Linked DNA regions of Mus musculus: region 1 is linked to region 2. The links are chromatin contacts, called in public HiChIP or PLAC-seq maps. All regions are on one chromosome and are shown on one strand. Each heading gives the region's core, a stretch centred on a gene start, on an enhancer-like site or on the middle of the called end of the contact. The rest is flanking DNA. Distances are from core to core; before and after follow the strand shown. Region 1 has its middle 16 kb from the start of Gm33078. Region 2 holds the start of Hand1 (heart and neural crest derivatives expressed 1).

Region 1 (3,280 bases), core at 459-2,958, 64 kb after region 2:
AAGTAAATATAATATTTTCAAAAAGAACAACAAAATAGAATACTGAAAGAGTCTGATAATTTTCAGTAGACCCTCAGTTGGTGTCACTGCTCTATGAGAGGTGGGCCAAGGTCTGAAGTCCCCTCAGTTCTTAGAAAGTAGTGGAGGTGACCCCAAGAGAGGGCTGTGTGGTTGCCTCAGTCTCCCATCATGTACTAGCCACACATCAGTCCCTTGTCCATGTCAGTACCCCTCTCTACAAGAACACATGTCTTCTCATCTGGTTGTGCCATGAACCCTGACATTGCAAACAGCCATTCACTCTCCTGTATCACAAACATGTTGTGGCACCATTTGTACCCGCCCCAACATTTTACAGGCCTAGACAATAGCCTTGCAAACTGACTTTAAACCTCACCGTGAACCAGTGTCTTTCATATGTGTCTTCATTTATAGCTCAGAATGAGAAAATGGATTGGGGACTTAAGAAAATGACTCCAAGCTGAAGAGCATTGGCTTCTCTTTGCAAAGGACCTGGGTTCAGTTCCCAGCACCCATGTCAACTCACAACCACTGCAACTCCAGTTCCTAGAGATCCAACACCCTCTCTGGCCTCTATGGGTACCAGACACACACACAGTACATACATAGGCAGCAAAAGATTTATACACATAAAATAATAAATCTTTAAAGAGGGGGCTAGAGAGTTGGCTCAGTGGTTAAGAACACTGACTTTTCTTCCAGAGCTCCTGAGTTCAATTCCCAGTAACCACATGGTAGCTCATGGTAATGGGATCTAATGCCCCCTTCTGGTGTGTCTGAAGACAGCAACAGTGTACTCACATACATTAAATAGATAAATAAATACATAAATAAACAAACAAATATTAAATAAGTAAATAAATAAATCTTTAAAAGGAAAGTGGGTTGGTGCTGCCTTGTTTTTAAGTGACTTTATATATAAGTCTATCATCTATGCCCATGGAGAAGTTTGGCATTTGAACAAATCACACAGGGTTCCGTCAATCCTTTTTATTTCCTTGTCTGAATCCCCAGAGCCCTCTCTCCTTGGTCTCTGACATCCCAGGTTTCAGCTGCAAAAAAACTCCAGATCCACACAGACCTCCCTCCAACTGCCTTTGGGACTATGGTGACATCACCAAGTGCTTCAGGGCTCTGATCTCAGGTCTTCAGATACTTTCCTGGTGCCTCACTTCCATCCACAGAATGTGCTGAGCAGTCCTAGAGGAAGATCTTTGCCTACTGAAGACCGTTATGGAACAAATTCTTGAAGGAAGCACCCAGCACTGGGATTCTCACGGAGCTGAGGGCAATGGGAAGCATCCAACCCAGCCTGATAGAAGCTGGGAGAGATAGAGAAGAAGGAGAGGGGGGAGGGAGAGAGGGAGGGGGAGGGGGAGGGGGAGAGGAAGGAGGAGGGGGAGGGGGAGGGGGAGGGGGAGGGGGAGAGGGAGAACACATGAGTGCTCTTGAGCAAGCCAGGCCCCCCACTGGGCACAGTGCTGCAGGTCATTGGAGATCCATGTGACCCATATGCTCTCTTTCCAGCCCTCCCAAAGGCCCTAATAATCCAGCTTGTTCCTTCCTGGTTTTGTTAACCATCACCACCACCACCACCACCACCACCTCCCCTCCTCCCTGGCTGCCTAGGAGAGAGCATGTGTGAAGAAGACACTCCTTGGAAGGAGGCCAAAGTGGAAGTGGAAACCCACTTACCCAGAAAGAACGTTCCCCTGAGAAAAGTCATCCCTCAGATGTACACAGTCCACTTCCTCTCCTAACTGGCCTGTGTTTGCTGAGCAGTTCTTTAAGAGCCTCATTGTTTGGGGTAGAGATAAATATATGTCTAATTTTTCAAAAATATACAAGTAGGGCTAGGTGTGGTGGAGCATGTCTTTCATGCCAGCACTCAGGAGACAGAGGCAATTGGGTCTCTGTGGGTTCAAGGCCAGCCAGATCTAAATAGTGAGTTCCATGACAACCATGGTTATATAGTGAGATGCCTGTCTCAAAAAATAAAATAAAACACACACAGAGAGACAGAGACACAACACAACACATCACAACACACACACACATATCCTTGAAGATACAGAAAAGTCTTAAAACGATCTTTTCAGCCAGTTGCTCTCCACAGTGGTGAACTATGCCTGTGGCTGGCCTGCCACAAGGACTGGCTGCAAGAAGTGAGCTAGAACCGGCTACCTGTGTTGCTAACGGGGGAGCCTGGTGCCACTGGTTCACACTGTCCTCTGTGGACGGAGAAGGTGAGATACAGAGTCCCTGACTGTAAAGCCCTGGATGCCAAGCCATTCCAGAGACCTCAGAGGAACAAAGGATCCATAAAAGAACTGGATCAAAGCCATCAGAGACAGGTCGGGGAAACTGAGGTCCAAGAAAATGAGGGGAGCAGACCCAGAACAGAGAGCTCGGTGAGGGATCTGGGGACAGCTGGGACGAGTGCTAAGATGAAGCACTATCTGGACCTCTCAGAAACCCTTCACTGGGACCATGTACAGTGCGACCTAACTCCTTCACACAAGTAGGAAAGGTTCACAGAACGTGGCCATTAGCCTAAAGTCACCAGCAGGTAGCTGTGCTGAGAGTCCCCCATCTCTGTCTCCCTGGCATCCCTCATCTAGAATGCTTGCCAGAGTTGTGTTTAAACAATGTGCAACAGTGTTTCCCTTCCCACTAAACTAAAATCAGCACCATTTGGAAACAAATTCACTGGCTGCTGAGAGCAGCGCTATTAAAGTTTAGCTGGCTGGGCCCTTGGGCTCTGTCAAAGGGGACGCAGTCACACGCTGCAGAGTATGGGAAACCAACTCTGTGCTGAGGCTTCAGGCAGGACAAAGACCAGGAGACTGGAAGAAAGCGGAAGAGATGAGCTCACCTTTTCATTGCCCTGACCTCTCTCCCTCTTCAGGGCATAACATCCGCACTGACCAGATACCTTCTGTCCCTGTCACAGTGCCTGAGCCTGTGGCCTCTTGACTTCAGTCTGGTTTTAATTTTCCGTCTGGTTTCTTGTTTGCATATTTATTTCCTCACAGTGGCAAAGTATACTGTCCCAAAATTTGTCATCTTGGCTACCTAAAATCTTATACGAAAATGTAAAATGTACCATTTTGGGACACTGAGGAGTTGGCTTAGTCAAGAAAGTATGTGACTCTGAAGCATAACCTGTGTTTGGATCCCCAGAACTGTTGAGGACAAGCTGGGGTTGGGGGTGAGAGAAACAGGCATATCCCTGGGTCTCTGAAGCTCTCCAAGTCTA
Region 2 (3,134 bases), core at 15-2,514:
ATCACACGTCAGTGCAGTATTTAAGTCATTTCCTACTTTCATTCTCAACCTGGCTTCCAGAAGGGCCCAGGGAAGACTCAAAACACCTTCAGATTTAAAACAAACTATAATATAGAATATAGCCCCTTCTTGGAAGCCCAAGGTTTTCAATTCATCTTGTAAGGCCCTACGATCACTTTTAAAAAGCAAAATTCTATGTTCACTCAGCAATGACTGTGCACACAATGGCAGACTGTGTCGACCTCAGAACTCTCCCTAGTCTTTCAGAGTCCCACCCAGAACACAGCTCAGTGTTTGCAGGCCTGTTCTTACTTACCCCAGCCCGCACCCTTAGCTGGAACTTATAAGCCCCGGGACTCACCAACTCCCTTTTCCGCTTGCTTTCGCGACCACCATCCGTCTTTTTGAGTTCAGCCTTGAAGGCCTCGGGGTCACCTGCTTGTGCATCCTTGGCCAGCACGTCCATCAAGTAGGCGATGTAACTGGTAGCCAGGCGCAGAGTCTTGATCTTGGAGAGCTTGGTGTCGGCGGGCACATTGGGGATGCACTCACGCAGCTCCGCGAACGCGCTGTTAATGCTCTCTGTGCGTCTCCTCTCCTTCTTGGGTCCTGAGCCTTTTCGTTTGGGCAGGCGGCTTCCAAGAGCCTCCAGCCGACCTGGGCTCTGACTCGGCCTGGCATCGGGACCATAGGCAGCCGCTGCTACTGCGGTGGTAGGTGGTGGCCCGCCGGCAGGGAAATCTGGGGCAGCATCAGCCGGGCTCAGCAGCCAGCTCTGGAAGTAAGGCCGCTCCTGGTGGCAACGCGAGGCCGGGCCAAACAGGAAGGGTTCGTGGAGCATGGGGTGCGGCGGGTGTGAGTGGTGATGATGGTGATGATGTGCGTAGCTGCCCACGAGGTTCATGTTGGAGAGGCTCCTGGCCTGTGCTGTCAGCCCAATTAGCACCGCCCCATGCGCCCCACAGAAGGGGGTCACCGTGGGCTCCAGAGGCAGCGAACTGGCTGGGGTTTGGAGAGTCCTGAGCGAGCAAGGCTGGAGATGACACGAAGGACCTGCCGACCTCTTGAAGGTTTCTGTAGGCAACGAGGGAGAAGGGTTCAGACGTCCAAAGACCGGGTTTAACCCTTCTGCGGACTTGCCACCAGGATCCTGCTTATATAAGGCCTCGGCTTTGATGTCAACCTCTAGCCGGAGCCAATGGCAGGAGGAGGGAAGGGGGTGGCGGTCCCAAGTTTTATGCTCAGCAAGCGCCACACAATTCTAAGCTGACCACAGGGACTGAAAACCCGCCCCGCCTATGTCCCTCCCCTCTCCCAGTTCCCCTCCTGGAAGGGCGGGGGCTACGAACTTGAGGCCAGGCCTGCTCACTCCCTGTACTGAACCTACCACCCTTTCTTCATGGATCCAAGGAAAGGATTCTAGAATTATCCCTTGAAAACAGACAGAGCCTCATCAACACACACACACACACACACACACACACACACACACACACACACACACACACACACACTTGATTTCACAGATAGGGAAACTGAGGACCAGAACAAATTGTTGTTTTTAGGCCTGAAATTCAGAATAGGATATGCAGCATTCCTGAACCCGAACTGCTCATCGTGGGAGCCTGAAGGCCATTGGGCCCAGCAGGGAAGTAGGCTAGGCCCTAACACCTATAGCCCCACCTTTAGGTCCCCTGCTTCAGGCAGGACCTGGAGCTGCTGCCCAACAAGGTGGTCTCCTGAGATCCAGTTCTCGCCCAGCTGCGGACTTCCAGAAGAGCCTTCAGAGGCCGAGGTGGAAGTGGGAGGGAAAGGGAGCGGGGCTTCCAGCTCTTGGGCACTGACCAGTTTGTTCCGGGCTTGGGGGTTGGGGGTGGAGACGGTGGCTGATCTCTGCTCCTCTAGCCTCTCAGGCGCCTGGTTCGGTGTAAACGCCGGCAGGCTGAGCTGGTGGCGAGGCAGCCTGGCGGCGCCTTGGCCCCAAGGCATCTCTGTGGCAGGACTCCCCGGTGTCTTCGGAAGATTCGCACGTAGGGCTAAGGAGCCGGCGACTGCTGGGCTGCTCACTCCATCTGGCTCGCCACCTGCATGAAAATCTTTGATCCTATAAAGATACTTCCACTGAGGCTCACACTGGAAGAAACCAGCCCACCCCCACCCCTGATATCCACGGAGAAACAGCCTAGGCGCTTCACACTCACTCTGCTGAGGCAGGGAATATCTGTGCAACCTTGTGTTGCTCCCCATCAGCCTAGATTCTCCAAGGTGGGATTCCACAAAGAGATGGCTTTCCAAGAGTTGATAAGAACGTGGGAGACCAGGCTTTTAAGCTTGAAACTCTGGGTCTTCTTCATCTTTTCATTAAGGTCCCTGTCCCTAGGACCCCCTCCATCCTCACCAACATTTCTGGTCTCGCTCCTTCCCTAGGTGGGCTTGTGCCTATCAAATGTCAGTTAAGGGGGGAAATGAGATGATGTCAAATTCTTTTTAATTCGCTTCTGATCCAGCCACTCGAAAGTTGCTCGCTGAGGCCCAGCTTGTGTAAGACAATTACCAGGCAGGGACAGTGGGAGAGAGGCCACCGTGCGCAGACGGGATGTGAGGCCCAGTAGCAAGTGGGTAAGTGAAAACGAATGTGGAGTAGGTCGTGGGCTCAACAGATGACAGTCCCTGTGTGTGAAATCCTAGGAATGTGTGCGAATTGTGATTTCTGCGTGTCTGTGAGAGTAATCTCGCTTTGAGGCGTGGATGGAAGCTCAGTCGCTGAGGTCTGAGCCCCAAGGTCCCACCTGTGAGAACTGGTTGTGCAAGAGATTGTGAGCGGCAGTGGAAAGAGATCCGGAGAACCTCACTTTCCTGCCCCAGGCGAACTGGAAACCCGCTGCTTTTGCAGGCGCCTGGCGCCCGCAGCGCTGGGGTTGGGCTCAGCCAGGGGCCTGGGGAAGGCTCCCCGGGAAGGCGCCGGTTCCGCAGCTGCGCAGCTGCTCCGCGGGTTCTTGTGCCCTGCGGGTTGGGAGTCACTCTCAGAATGAGGGAACCTGGGTGGAAAGGGCCTGGATTCTCAAGACAGCACAGTTCTGACTCCAGCAGTCTTCATCCTGGACTCCATGACAGGTCCATACATATACACAGGC

Evidence for each region. HiChIP or PLAC-seq counts read pairs in DNA pulled down with a chosen protein or histone mark.
Region 1: an H3K27ac HiChIP or PLAC-seq map of trophoblast stem cells shows a contact between it and region 2, with 33 read pairs. The contact joins the enhancer-like site here to the promoter of Hand1 in region 2. A contact is called at or near these places in 8 of 39 promoter capture datasets (the 3T3-L1 cell line, the C10 cell line, the HPC-7 cell line and 3 more), 1 of 484 Hi-C or Micro-C datasets (CD8 T cells), 13 of 115 datasets of contacts at active chromatin or transcription factors (the 230-238 cell line, the SCID.adh cell line, embryonic forebrain and 6 more) and 3 of 9 other capture datasets (adipose tissue, liver and pancreatic islet).

The regions. Positions count from the first base shown.
Region 1 is chr11:57,894,018-57,897,297 of GRCm38.p6, forward strand. No RefSeq gene overlaps it. Among named protein-coding and RNA genes, the nearest start is that of Gm33078, 16 kb to the right of the region's middle. Within about 2 kb of position 1,709, at least 39 of the 459 cell types and tissues checked have an H3K27ac peak or open chromatin away from gene starts, as enhancers often do. A contact at or near this core is called in the 230-238 cell line, the HPC-7 cell line, the SCID.adh cell line and 2 more, where this site is marked.
Region 2 is chr11:57,830,883-57,834,016 of GRCm38.p6, forward strand. It overlaps Hand1 (heart and neural crest derivatives expressed 1), which reads right to left and starts at 1,265. Exons shown (of 2, transcript NM_008213.2): 1 at 362-1,265. The coding sequence starts at 904. Gm32915 (a long non-coding RNA gene) reads left to right here and starts at 1,226. Exons shown (of 3, transcript XR_003949681.1): 1 at 1,226-2,619.